2 separate regions of the Hordeum vulgare genome follow, and region 2 is linked to region 1. The links are chromatin contacts, called in public Hi-C maps. All regions are on one chromosome and are shown on one strand. The core of a region is the stretch at or near the end of the contact, and the rest is flanking DNA. Distances in the headings are between cores, read along the strand shown. Region 1 holds the start of LOC123439560 (autophagy-related protein 3). Region 2 holds the start of LOC123439514.

The links. A called contact is a pair of places that touch in the nucleus more often than the background predicts.
Region 2: a Hi-C map of seedling shows a contact between it and region 1, with 6 times the contacts expected there. The contact joins the promoter of LOC123439514 here to the promoter of LOC123439560 in region 1. A contact is called at or near these places in 2 of 6 Hi-C or Micro-C datasets (leaf and seedling).

What each region holds. Positions count from the first base shown.
Region 1 is chr1H:387,537,593-387,544,449 of MorexV3_pseudomolecules_assembly, forward strand. It overlaps LOC123439560 (autophagy-related protein 3), which reads left to right and starts at 5,472. Exons shown (of 10, transcript XM_045116260.1): 1 at 5,472-5,830; 2 at 5,935-6,005; 3 at 6,315-6,431; 4 at 6,522-6,691; 5 at 6,787-6,857. The coding sequence starts at 5,670.
Region 2 is chr1H:387,263,862-387,271,137 of MorexV3_pseudomolecules_assembly, forward strand. It overlaps LOC123439514, which reads left to right and starts at 3,548. Exons shown (of 3, transcript XM_045116226.1): 1 at 3,548-3,813; 2 at 4,884-6,184. The coding sequence starts at 5,097. The coding sequence ends at 6,035. LOC123439484 (8-amino-7-oxononanoate synthase) reads right to left here and starts at 3,454. Exons shown (of 10, transcript XM_045116206.1): 1 at 3,200-3,454; 2 at 2,784-2,896; 3 at 2,580-2,687; 4 at 2,260-2,498; 5 at 2,117-2,158; 6 at 1,894-1,981; 7 at 1,680-1,813; 8 at 775-906; 9 at 627-695; 10 at 1-376. The coding sequence starts at 3,395. The coding sequence ends at 226.

The DNA of each region.
Region 1 (6,857 bases), core at 4,222-6,721:
CGTGGTTTTACCGGGAGGGGCCACCCAAAGTTGTCATAATCGAGATTCTGAATCGGATCGAAACTCCGTTGCTAGGATCGTGAATCGTAGAATCACAACTATGAGGATCGTAGGAACTTAGATTCTATGAGAAAAATCATAGAATCAAAGGGGCTAGTTTGGATCGTAGGATCTTAAGATTCTAAGACTTGAGTCACGATTCTGACAACTTTGGGGCTACCCACCCAGAGGCGGGACATATAGGCCTAGAGGTGGCGTACCAACCCCTGGTGGGCTGGGCGCCCAGCCTCATGGGCCTATTCGGCCAAAATAGAGAGCTGGGGATGAAACCCACTAGGAGGAGGACTCCTGCTCCACCAAACCGAATTGGAGGAGGACTCCTCCCCCTTGTGCCTCGTCGGCCAACCCTAGGGTTTTTTCCCTACGGCCCCACCCCTCCCTCCCACCTATATATAGTGGAGAGGAGAGAGGCTAGCCTCACCACAAGCCACAGCGCAACCCCTCTCCCTCCACTACTTCGTCACGCCCCGTAGGTTGATTCCGTAGCGCACGGCATAGCCCTGCCGGATCAACTTCTCCAACACCGCCGCCACGCTGTCGTGTTGTCGGAGAATTCATCTACTTCTTCGTCCCTCTTGCTGGATCAAGAATGCGGAGATCCTCATCAAGCTGCACGTGTGATGAACGCGGAGGTGCCGTCCGTCCGACACTAGATCGTGATTGGATCGCGGGACGGCTTGCGATTTGGATTGCGAAGACGTTCGACTACATCAACCGCGTTTCTTAATGCTTCCCGCTTAGCGATCTACAAGGGTATGTGGATCCGATCTCTCCTCTCGTAGATGGTCATCACCATGGATAGATCTTATGTGTGCGTAGGATTTTTTTTGTTTCCCATGCAACGTTCCCCAACAGTGTGTCCCCATGCAGTCCAAAGCAACTATCCTTTTAAAAAGGGATTGCACACATTTAGGGGGAGCTTGTACTAGTCATGTTTCTTTCAAATCTGTCATATTCTAATGCCTATCTTTATTTGAAGCTTTGATTGTATGTTGTCATCAATTACCAAAAAGGGAGAGATTGAAAGCACATATGCTCCCTTGGTGGTTTTGATAATTCATGAAAACATACATTGTCTCTTGGACCAACAGCTTTACCTAGTATATTTTAGCTATAGTCCACAAAGATATTTGCCAAAGAATTGTGAGAAGCTCCTTGATGCAAGGAAAGGAATAGGATTGGCTCAAGCCTCAAGCAAGAGGACTCTACATTTTACATTTGTGAGAGATTACTTTGAGTCCATAGGAAAGCCAATACTATTAAAAGGGGGTGAGGTATTATGATGAATTGGTTTCTCAAGTGCTTAGAGATAGCTACCAAAAATATTCAGTCATTCTCCCACAAAAATCTTTGTCCCAAGCCAAAATAGCAAAATCGATGCCACCAACTTTTCGCACTTGGCTATATCGATTTTTCCAGTGACACATCCTTTGCCAAACCCCAATCTCTCGATACCATCAACTTTCATATCAGTGCCACCGAAAAGCATGTGACCAACTTTCCGTTGAGCAGATTTCAAGAATCGGATTTTTTGAATTTGAAATCGGTCTCACCGAGATTCAGAAACTGCTCCAGGTCATCGAATCGATACCATCGAGATTTATATATCGCTCTCACCGATAATTCAAAAGTTGCCACATTTAGTGCAACTCGATACCACCAAGATTCATTTTGGTGTCACCGATTTGGGCAATAATGTTATAACGGTTGGATTTTGGGGGGTGCCTATATATACCCCTCCACCTCCTCTCATTCGCAGAGGAAGCACTTAGAACACACACCCACTAGCTAGATCCATTTTTCTGAGAGAGAGCCACCTACTCATGTGTTAAGATCAAGAGATCCCAATCCAACCATTTGAAACTTGATCTCTAGCCTCCCCAAGTTGCTTTCCACAAAATCAATCTCTCCTACCCATGTCAAATCTGTGAGAGAATGACTGAGTGTTGAGGAGACTATCTTTTGAGGCACAAGAGCAAGGAGTTCATCGTTCTACGCATCTATTACCTTTTGGAGGATAGTGCCTCCTAGATTGGATAGGTGTCGCTTGTGAGCCTCCTACTTTGTGTTGTGGAGTTGAACCAAGAAGTTTATACGGGCAAGGAGATCACCTACTTCGTGAAGATCTATCGTGAGTGAGGCTAGTCTTGTGTGGACGTAAGCCATGGTGGAGTAGATAAGGTCGCTTCTTCATGGATCCCTTGTGGGTGGAGCCCTCCGTGGACTCTCGTAGCCGTTACCCTTCGTGGGTTGAAGTCTCCACTAACATGGACGTACGAATAGCATCACCTATCAGAATCACGCCAAAAATCGTCGTGTCATTTTTTGCGTTTGATCTTCCTAAACTCTACTTCTTACTTACCTGTGCAAATTCTTTACTTTTCCGCTGTCATATTTGTTGACTAGCATGTCTAGGGTGCACTAGACTTGTTAGAACAGCTAAAATTTGCCAACAATTAAAATTGGTAAAAGGCTAGGATTTTAATTTGTGCAAGTAATCTATTCACCCCCTCTAGACACCCCTTCTAACGATCCAACATGGGGGGGTTGTGTTTTCGCGGGTCGGAGGGAGAATTTTACCGTGCATCTTAATTTTTTTATGGGTCAAACGCTTTTAAGGTTTCTGTTCGGGTCACTCTTTTGTCCAAAATCGCAAACTAGCGGTTATTTGCGGGTTGGGGAAATTCAAGGGGTATGCTAGAGTTGCTTTTATCAACTTATACCGCTTGTTGACTTGTGTTACGTTGACATGTTGTTATCAACTTATATGCTTGCTGAGAGCAACTCCAATGGGGCGACCCATTTTGTCCACCGCCGTCCGTTTGGGTCGGCGCGGACAAAAATGATGGCCCAACGCGCCGACCCATTGCCAAAACATGTCTGCTTCGTGTCCACGCTGACCCATTTTCGACCCAAATTTGGGACTGAAATGCGTCGGCGCGGACGCGCGTGCGCCCCCTCGGTGTCCGCCCCAACCACCGCGGTCAACATAATTTATGACGGCCGCCATCCTCAGGCCCACGTGTCAACGATCACGACCGGCCTTTTTTAATCCGAGTGCGCGGTGGGTTCCGCCATCTGCTTCCAGAACCCCGCCCGCCCACATCCAGCCACCTCCTCGGCGACCAAGAAACCGAAACCCTAGCACACCATGGTCGTCGGCTTCCCAAACAAGGGCAAGGCCCCGCTCTACCCCCATGCCATCTCCCCGCCGTCGTCTTCCCACCGGCCTCGCCAGCGCATGAGCGTCCCGGTGCACCAAAGCGCGGTGGCACTGGGAGCATCGCGTGTCGCTCCCTTACCCCGATGTCACGCTGTCGCACGATTGGCATTTGGATCCGGAGAGGATATCGGTGCCGGCCGTGGCGCGGTCGGCGCGGGTGCATGCAGAGGAGTTGAGTCGTCGTCAACGTCTGCTGACGGCGGAGCAGCGTCGAGACCCCACATATGCGGCTGACTACCCTAACTGGGAGGTGTGGTTCGCAGTGGAGCACGAAGAGCAACGCCGTCGTGGCATGTGTGAAGTGCAGCCAGGAGGCCCTCCGCCGCCCCTGCCCGTCGTCAGCGACGAGGACCAGGAGGCTGAGGCCACCTACCAGGCGGCGCTCGTTGCCGTTCTGTGCGACAGCGAGGAGGAAGCGCAGCGCAGGGCCGACGAGGAGGCGACGTACCAGCAATAGCTCGCGGAGGCCATCACACTGTCGGCCACGACGACTGCGTCGTTCCACCTCCGCCGAAGCCCGAGCCCGTGGAGCCGCGAGAGGTCTACCAGTGGACCGGCGTCGCCCAGGAGTTCGGGACGGCGCCGCCCATCTGGCTGGGTGTGACACCGCAGCAGGAGCAGGCCTACCTCAAGCATTGGAGGTCGCAGCACCTGCTGGCGGAGCGCCCCGAAGGCCTTCGGCTCATGCAGGTGGAGAAGGAGGAGGAGGAGGAACGACGGGAGGCGGAGGCGAAGGAGCGTGCCCGTGCTGCTACTCTGCCACCGCCACCAGCACAACCCGCGCCGGCGGGACAGACTACGGAGGCGCACGCAGCTGCGCTCTGAAACTCGACGTTGCCCTGGACCGGCCCTGTGCCTACGCTGGTCGATCTCACTGGCCCCGACGACGACGAGGACGCCTAGGGCTGCGTGGACGTAGTTTTAGTTTTTTTATGTTTATTTAATGTAATGCGGACGCGTGGACTATCGCCGGCCTTAGTGGCCGGCTTTTAATGTTTAATTATGCATTATGTATTTTTTCGCACGCCGGCAAAAATGGGTCCGGCCAGCGTTGGGCGCACGGGCCGATCCATTTGTGGAAGCGGACATTCGTGTCCGCCTAACCGGTCCAAACGGACAAAAGTCGGACAAAATCACCGTCCGTTTGGGTCGACCCGTTGGAGTTTCTCTGATGCTATTATCTAAGGGAAGACATGTTGTTGTAAGCTGTTGTTATTCATAGCAAAAGAGTCCGTGCGTTGCAACGAAAAAGAAAATAACACACGCTCTGAACGCAATATATTTTCACATGACATCACATTTGTGTTGCCGACGATGATTTTAGTGCTCACACAACGAAAACGCGTTTGAATGTACAATCTCTCGGAATAAGATGAGAAATATGTTGTTTCTCCCCACGAGATTTTTCAAAGCTGTGCAAGTGTGGTTCACGATGTTTTCTTTCCTCTCAATTTGGTTTTAATTTAATGGATATTTATTGCAATTCGTATCGTCGTCGGAAAGAGAGAAAAAAAAGGACCGTACAATACAGATTAAGTTTGCACCAAAAATAGTATTTAAGAAGTATTCAACAGCTAAAAATAACATCCTATTTAGATTCTACATATTTTTTAATCAAATTTTATATATAGCATGTTAAAATCGGAGATTAATTTTGTTTTAGATAAAATTTGGATTGATTAACTGAAAAGTTAGGTTTTTTTTTGTTAAAATACGGAGGGCGGGTTGATTACCTGAAACATCAAGAGGTTTTCTAAACAATGCAAAAAAGATTCGTTTTCTGACTTAAATCCGGACTGCGGGGTGATTACCTGAAACATGAGGAGATTTTCTGAAAAATGGAAAAAACGCTTCGTCTTCTGACTTAAATCCGGACCGCGGGTTGATTTCAGAAAACGTCGAGGGGTTTTCTGCAAAACAACCACGACGGACGACAGAAGCACTCCGTGCTTTAATTAGGGAGAGATTGTAATTTTGCAATAAGCCCGGCCTCATGATTCAGGTTTTTTTTACGCCGAGGCGGGTTTTTTTTATCCGGGCTAGGGCTTATATTTTAGCTTACGTCCGGGCTTCGGGCCGGGCTCAACCGTCCTGAGTCCAACACCCCGACTCCCAACTCCCACAGATCACCCTAGAAAAAATACCTCCCACCGATCGTGCGTATTCCAACTCCGATAGCGTACTCCCCCTCCAGAAAAAACTCCGGTAGCGTACTACTAGAAAACAGCAGAGACGGCTCTGGCCTGCTCCACCTTCTCGCCGGTGCCTTCTGCTCGAGGCAAACGGAACTCCTCCTCCTCCTCCTGCCCCTCTCTCCCACGCTTCCCCCTTCGTCTCCGTCGACAGGAAGCAAACAGGAGAGGGGAGGCGAGGCGAGGCGGCGACGATGCAGGTGAAGCAGAAGGTCTACGAGCTCTACAAGGGGACGGTGGAGCGGGTCACGGGCCCGCGCACCGTCTCGGCGTTCCTCGAGAAGGGCGTCCTCTCCGTCCCCGAGTTCATCCTCGCCGGCGACAACCTCGTGTCCAAGTGCCCCACCTGGTCCTGGTGCGCCCCCTCGCCTCCGCGGTTCAGGGATTTTGGGGGGTTTCCGGGCGGGGGGTCGGGCGTCTGATTGATCTGATAGTTTGGTGGGTGCCTGTGTTGTGCAGGGAGAAGGGCGATCCGAGCAAGAGGAAGCCGTATCTCCCCTCCGATAAGCAGTTCCTCGTCACCAGGAACGGTATGTATGCTGCTGTCGAATTGAATTGCGTCAAGATGTGATCCATGCTTCCTGTCTAGTATTTCATTCGATTTGGTGGATGCTGCGTTGGGGGATAGAATTGGTTGTTATCCCCGTGTGCCGATGGGTAGTTACAAGTGTAGCAGGCATGTTTAGTCATATTTCTGTACTGCTAGTCGAACATTGTTGGCTGATGAAAAAGATAAATAGGGACATAGTTAGTAGAACGGTCATGGCTTCAGAAAATCCGGGTTGGTTGCTCATTATTTGTTCTTACAAGTGGACTCATAATTATGGTTTTGTTTGCAGTGCCTTGCCTAAGACGAGCCATGTCGGTCGAGGAAGAGTATGATGCAGCGGCGGCTGAGGTTGTCCTTGATGATGACGACGACGGCGAAGGCTGGCTCGCAACACATGGGGTGCAAGGTTGATCTCTCAGTGTCAATGCTGCTTTGTTTTATGCTGTTGATTGTATGGGCTGAACTCCCTTTTGTTTCCTCCGCCGGTAATGTTTAGCATCAGAGTCGAAAGAGGAGGAAGACATTCCGTCTATGGATACATTGGACATAGGGAAAGTCGAAGAGATCAAATCTATCCCCTCGTACTTTGGTGCTAGTGAAAAGCCAGATGAGGAGGAGGATATACCTGACATGGACACCTATGAAGACACAGGAGATCATTCAACAGTGAGGCCATGAACCTATCATTGATATGCTAAGCAAGGCTGACAAAATTCGGAACTGTTAACGATTTCCGTTTTGCCTTTGTCATCTCATTTCAGGCTACCCCTCAGCCTTCATATTTTGTCGCAGAAGAGCCTGATGATGACAACATTCTTCTTACTAGAACATA
Region 2 (7,276 bases), core at 2,298-4,797, 280 kb before region 1:
CTCTCAATATGGAAATTACCCAAATCCATCTCTACATCAATAGTATCTTTCAGGGTAGTATGCCTCACAAGACCATATATACCAATTATGGAAACACTTTTGTCGCGTGTGAAATGGACACAAATGATCACATCAACATCTACCGAGTTATTTCTCCGTGAGCGTTTTCTCCCACGTATTCCAGCACATCTAGTGTCCCCGCCTACAAGCTTCAGTTCATGCTGCTTAAAGTTTTGATGCCGCGACATAGCTCTGCTCAGCATGCCCCTCCACAAAATTCTGTTTGGCATGTTTGCCAGATAGCCAGGGAGTGAGCGCATTGACCAGCCTCTTGATGTCATCCGAGGAATGAGAAGCACTCAAAGTTATTCGCAGCCTGTCAAGAGATTCATGGTCAGTTAATCTTGGTCGATTGGTGATTTATCCGCACTAGAATCGAGCAGGAATCCATAGATACAGAGATATGCATGCTACAAGCAATTTTGCTAATTATGACATTGTGCTATACGCCCTTAACCATAAAGTCCTAGTCCAATTACTTGGACACAGGGTTGCACGTTCTAGATTGGTAAAGCTCATGACAAGACACTGGGTTGCAAACGAAAAAAGCAGGAGGGAGGAGGGACCTGCATGAGTTGGGCGGCACGGTGGGTGGTCGAATTGGTGTAACATGAAATCCAGATCTTAGCATATGCCTGCGGTTCAAAAACGAAATGATTAGGAACATAAGATGACCCAGACTAGCACTAAATAAAATTGGAAGGAAGAGATAACCTGCCAGCCCTAAGTGCAGCTTCTTCACTTCCTACTACTATGGAAATTATGGGACTAGTTATATTGAGTTTAGTCAAGGATGCAAAATACTGCACATGCCTCCAGACCAATGATCTCCGCCATCTTTCCTTCCTTGAGACATGGAGCGCCGCTAGAATCAGAAAACAGCACGAATATTTGAAGCAACGTGATAGTTTCTCGTTCAGAAAAATGCAAGTTCCTGATAACTGTAGTTTCTTAAACTAGCTGAAGTGCTTGTATCCAGTTATCATTCTTACTAACCAATGTGAAAGCACTAGACATCATTTTAAGCATTTCCTAATGAATAGAAGGTAAGAGGAAATATTGATAAAAATAAATATTGGAGATTGGCTCAATAAATGGAACACAACAATGACAGTCCACTAGCTTGCGATATTCATTTTAGAGGGTTCTGTGACGTCGTTGGTATGTTGTGAATATTACCTTGAACAGAAGCAACTACTGGCACTGGCAAAGCAGTAGAAAAAATGAACGAGCGACCTCGCGACTGAATTAAACTCTTCCATCGGGTGCTGCTCAACACATTCCAAAATTTTAGTTATTAGTAAGTAAACTATCAAGATATCATAGTAAGTCCAAAGTGTAGGGAAGCCATGTAGTGTGGAGTACTGATGTTCCAAAGTCTAGTGTCCAGTACCATAAATATACAGTGTTGCAGATGTGCATAACAAGTTATCTCCTGTTCATTGAATTATAAGCATGAGGTACTGTGTTGCAAATTTGCCAAAGCTAACTTAGATGACATGATCCAGAACCTTGAAAATCACTTTATATGAATTTTTTTACTAAAATCAGTACCGCGATGTACAGAAGTGTGTGCATTCATACTACAACCTGATCTAAGTGTCTGTAAGTCTGTTTACCTGCATGCTACAAACCCACCCTGGCAGCCAGCAGCCTTGCTTAAGGTGCCAACACTTATGTCAATTCCACTCTCACATTCAAGCAGCTCGGGTACACCACCACCATTATCACCACAAACAAGTGTTCCATGGGCCTGTTCAAGGAAAATCACAACAAAATCGATCACTAAGAAACTCTGCAAAAATGTATCTGAGAGGAGATAAAATTACTAACATCATCGATGACCAATAAAAATCCATACTTCCTACGTAGTTCCACAAGTTCAGGTAATGGAGCAAGATCACCATCCATGCTAAACAAGCTGCATTGTATCAATAAAGGAGCATCTGAATTTGGGTGCTCTGACATTATGCATGCCTCGAGCATGCCTCTACTACTTCACACAAACATAAATGTACTTCTTCGGCGAGGAAATTAAATCCGAGAAAAAACTTGCCTGTCTGTGACAACAACTTTCTTTTCTATTGAGCAACTGGACCTGCATGGACAATGATATTGTATTTGTAGCTATCTTAGTTCATGGTTACATATGGCATATTATGCAATAATCATATTATGACTGAGAAGTGAAAAACATACAGGAGGAAATCAAGATGAGACATGTCACAGTGCTTGTAGACAAACACTACAGCTTCTTGCTGACGCTCAATAAGGCGAATCCCATCGATGATCGAAGCATGATTCAGAGCATCCGAAAAAATAGCAATTCTCTCGTCCTTTGCGGGTTTCCTGCCAACCGCCAAAAGAGAGCTGATACTTCCCAGAGCAGTCATCACAGCCATATTGGCAGAAAATCCGGTGGGGCAGAGAAGGCAATCCTGTAAAAAAAAACTCTAACGTGAGGATGCAAAACTTGTGAAGCAATGGCTACTTGAACTCAAAACTCTATGCCACTAGACCTCTTTTTTCTTCAACTCTGCCAATGATTCCTCCACCAACTTGTGATAAGTAGTATACCCACAAATCAACGCGGAGCCTCTAGGGCCCATGCCGTACTCTTGAGCTGCCTAGCAAACGCACCCAATCGTTAGCTCAAGCAGAGACTCTTCGATTCAGAGTACTCTACAGACCTAACAATCGCAACGGGCACAGAACTTGCACACCTTCGCTGCGGCCTCACGGACTGCCGGATGCGAGCTGAGTCCCATGTAGTCATTCCCGGAGAAAAGAATGAGCTTCTCACCCAGCTCCTCTTCCTGGCCACTGGCCTCGCCACCTAAACCAAACATGCCCGTGAACAATCCATGTAGTGAACCAACTACTAGTAAATCTTCGAAGTTAACTATGATCGCAAAACAATGAGCACGAACAAACTCTGCAGCTTGTTCTGACAGCTAACAGCCTAACAGGGACACAGTCACACAGCAAGGCAGTAAACCATATCCTAACCTGACAGCTAACAGCCTAACAGGGACAGTCACACAGCAAGGAAGGCAGCAAGCAACACGCAAAAGGAATTAAGCGGAATTGTCTGGGGTATTATTACGAGCAAGCGTGGGATATTGACGCTGCTGCGGACCTTCAGCGAGCCACTGGTGGAGGGTGGCGCGGTCGAGGCGGATCTCGACGGCGGCGCGGTCCCACGGCCCGGGGCCTGGGAAGGTCTCCGGCGGCGCGAGCGGCGGCGCCAGGGAGATGGGGCGCGTGGCACGCAGGAGGCTCTTGGACGCCAGCTCGCCGAGCGCGGCGTCCACGAGCGCGTCCCATTGCGCCATTCCGTCCAACAGGCGGCCGCCACTTCCTCCTCGCTGGTGGTGGGGCGGAGAGGACGAGGCGCGGACACGGAGAAAGGTCACGTGACAGAGCGGTTGGCCCACGCTTCAGCGACCAGCGGCACGTCAGCCTGCTCAATGAGGGTCGGCCCAAGTTACGAGGAGGCGGCCCGAGACTTTATTGGGCCGCAGGGCGACAGCCGAGCCGATTGTGTTGTACTCGGCTGCGTGATGACGCTCATCGGGGTCTCAGTTTCCCTGAAAAAACAGTCGTCGTTCTTTCTCGGGCAAGCCGCCTCGAGCTCTCCCTCGAAAAAAAGAGACCGCCTCCACCACCACCAGCTCTCCACTCCGGCGACTCGAGCGTTCCTCTCGCAGAAGGACGGCGGTTCTGATCGGCGGTTGCTAGCGTCACGTGTAGGTGCGCCTCCCTCTCGCCCTCCCGACTCCTCCTCTCCCGATCTCAGACACGAAGTTCCTCGTCTGCACGCTTGTTTATGCATGGTTTCTGCTATGTCCTGTCACAGTTATGCCGGATCCGTCTATTATACTCGCGCGTGGTGTTCCAGCCTAGCTTTCCGATGTTTTTCGTGCCTGATTTTTTGATGAACTGGTGATGGCATACTGCTGCTCTCGCTTTGTAGGGTTTCAGTTCAGCCCCTTTATTTTGAGCACGATCGAGGCGAAATAGTTCGTGCCATTGCCTGGTTTTACATGGTTCTTTGATACTTTGTGTGGACCTGGAATAGGACATGTTTGTGGCATGCTTGTTTACTTCAGATGGGAGAACTGTGACTGTCCTTACCGGCTAATTTTATTTTGGCAAACACATTGATGGATTCCTGTCTTTTCTAGTGCGATGATTGCTTTTCTTTGAGCCACGAGCTTGGGATTTGAGAATGATTCTTAGCTCTTGTCAGCTGCCAGTTTGTCACTGGGTATGCAGTAATCTGTCTTTGGATTGTCTACTTCTTGTTGCTTAGTTCAGAACTGTTGTTATTTTTCTGAAAATCTGTAAGTTTTCACGGGGGAATTCGAACAGCATATTTCATAAAGGTTGAAGGATGTGGAAATTATGAATACTTGTGTTTACGAATTTGCACGTGACTGTGTGCTTTTGATATTTTAATTGGCAGTTTATATACATTGAAAATTCAAAAAAAAAATTTATATACATTACGTGTTCTTGTTCAGGCTCTCTGTTATGCGGCCAGCCAATATAAGAGCTGGTTCGCAGGAAAAAGATGTTTGGTGTCACGTCATGATTTTTTTGCCCCAGTTGTTACTGTTCTTGTCGTGCTGCTGTACTGTGTGGATATATAGTTTGCGTGCCATCTACTTATATACAGTCATGAAAACGTTGACTTTATTCTGCTTTTACATAGGGCTTGCTCGTAATTTTAGGCAGAGCTTTTCTCAATTTTAGATTTAGATGCCAAAAATTGTTTGAATGCCCCCTGTCGGTGAGTTTTCTTAATGTTTCTGTTACAGAATGGCTTCATCTCGCTTATTGGTAAAACTGAAGAGGTGGATATGGTTTATGCTAAAGCCAAAGGTGTTGCCAGGATGCTGGTTAGTGTCCTAGATATTGAACTAGTTCCAGATGAGGTTGTTTGGACCTTTGAAGGGATGAGATACACCCTCTAATTGGAGATTGAGAGTCCTACACTTTTTGATGTCCCTGACTCTGATAAAGATACTCATATGACTGATGGTGATGATGCCAGTGGTTCCAAAGATAATGCAGAGGGGTCAAAAGACTCAGGTTCCAATGATTTCCCTAAACACACTGCTACTCCACAGCAAAACCAGCCTCATCCTGGTAATGATACTGGTCCAAACAACACTATTGTGCACAGGGATTTGCGGTTTGGTGCTTTTGATCCCGCCTCCGCGCCGGCAAAATTTGGTTCTTGGGCGGAGTCGCCTAGACTGCCGAGATTTGCGGGGAAGACTTCCAACAATTTCAAGGGAAGCGTGCAGTCTAACTCTGCGCTGAAACCGCTGTCGTTGGAGGAGTATCTGGTCGGAGCTAAGGCTACGTCGACGACGCTTCCTATTGTGCTTGGTGCACCTGTTACGTCGGCTAGCGCTGGACTTATGGAGGTATGCACTGCTGATGGGCTCGGTCACCCAACCGGACAGCCGCAGGTTGCCGATTTGTCGCAGTGTTCGCAGCTGCTTGCGGACAAAGCAGCAGCCTTAATTGGACATGCAGCTGCCCCTGCAGGGGTCGAGGAGTCGGCACATCAGGGTCTGCAATGCGGTGTTGTACCAGCGTTTGAACTGCCAGCTTCGGTTGCAAGTTTGGGAGGAGCATCAGTACATGAACCGACTCATGTTGAGGATGCGGCGCTGGCCTGCGGCGGTGCGGTGGCTACCGCACGAGCTGTCGAGACAATTCCCAATTTGGCCATGCATGAGGTTTTTAATGCTGGGGAGGGCTGCGTTGCTGCTGTACCTCAGCATGCTCCAGCGGCGGCCCAGGTTGTTCCTGTCGACGCGCTGGCCAGGAGTGGCAGGTGCAGCCCTTGTTGCTGCTCAGCCCGACGACGTGGTGGATGTCTTTACGGAGGGTACGCCCATGGCGGGAACCGAAGTACCTACTGCCGTTGCACCAGAGTCTGGACCGATCTCGGTTGATGATGTCATAGCATTCGGAGGTGTTCCCAAACCGATGGGTCTGGAAAGACGATCTAGTCAACGGGTTCAGTCTCAAGCAGATGTGGATGACTTGCAGATTGGACGGGCGATGCATATGGCCAAAATGAAGGAGTTTCAAAATTCAATAGGTATGACTTTTAATACTGAACACTCTATTCTTCATTTTACTCCGCAAGAGATTCTAGATAATGCGAAGGCAGTGGGGGTGACTTTGGGTGAGACTAGCCAACAAGTTTCAAAATCCATCAATGACTTATTAGACTTAGAAGTTGATAGGGCTTTGGATATTATTCGAAACTTAGCGGTGGTTCGACCTATGAATGATAAGGAGATATCAACTATGGGGGATTAAATTTATTATGTCAAAACTTAGTCCCTGAGGAGGAGTCTAACCAGTCGCATGTAGCGTTTGATGATTCCAATATTACTAATTCGCATCTTACTGATACGGCCAAAGATATTCATGGTTATATGGACCAGGAGTATGCTTCGGATAAGCCAAAGAGGCGAAGAGTTTATCCAGTTTCGGCTGTTCGTAGGAGTGCTAGATTCAGGACTGCTAAAATTTTTTATGATGAAATATGAAAGGACTTTTTTGGAATAGCAGAGGTCTGAGAGACTTGGCTAAAATTAGGTTCCTTGCAGAATCAACGTTACAGCATAGTCTTGACTTCATCGCGTTGATGGAGACGGGGCGGGACAACTTCACATCACATTTTCTCAACTCCCTTTCCGGAGGAGTGGATTTTGAATGGCACTGTCTTCCTCCAAGAGGAAGGTCTGGAGGGATCTTACTTGGGGTTAGATGCAATACACTTCAACTGCGAGAAGTTATATTAGGTGACTTCACGGTAAAATTTAGAATTAGGAACAAGGAAGATGGGTTTCAATGGGCTCTAGTAGCGGTTTATGGTGCCGCTCAAGCGGAGCATAAACCAGCTTTCTTGGCTGATCTGGTTAGAATTTGCGATGAAAATCTACCACTTGTGGTGGGTGGGGATTTCAATATCATCGGGAGAGCTGATGAGAAAAGCAATGATAATTTCGATGGTAGATGGCCTTTTATGTTTAATACGATTATAGAATCTACGGGAGATTGAACTCTCCGGTAGAAAATATACTTGGGCCAATTCTCTACATAACCAGACTTTTGAAAAATTGGATAGAGTATTAACGAGTGTTGACTGGGAGCAGAAGTTCCCTTTGATCACGGTTTGTGC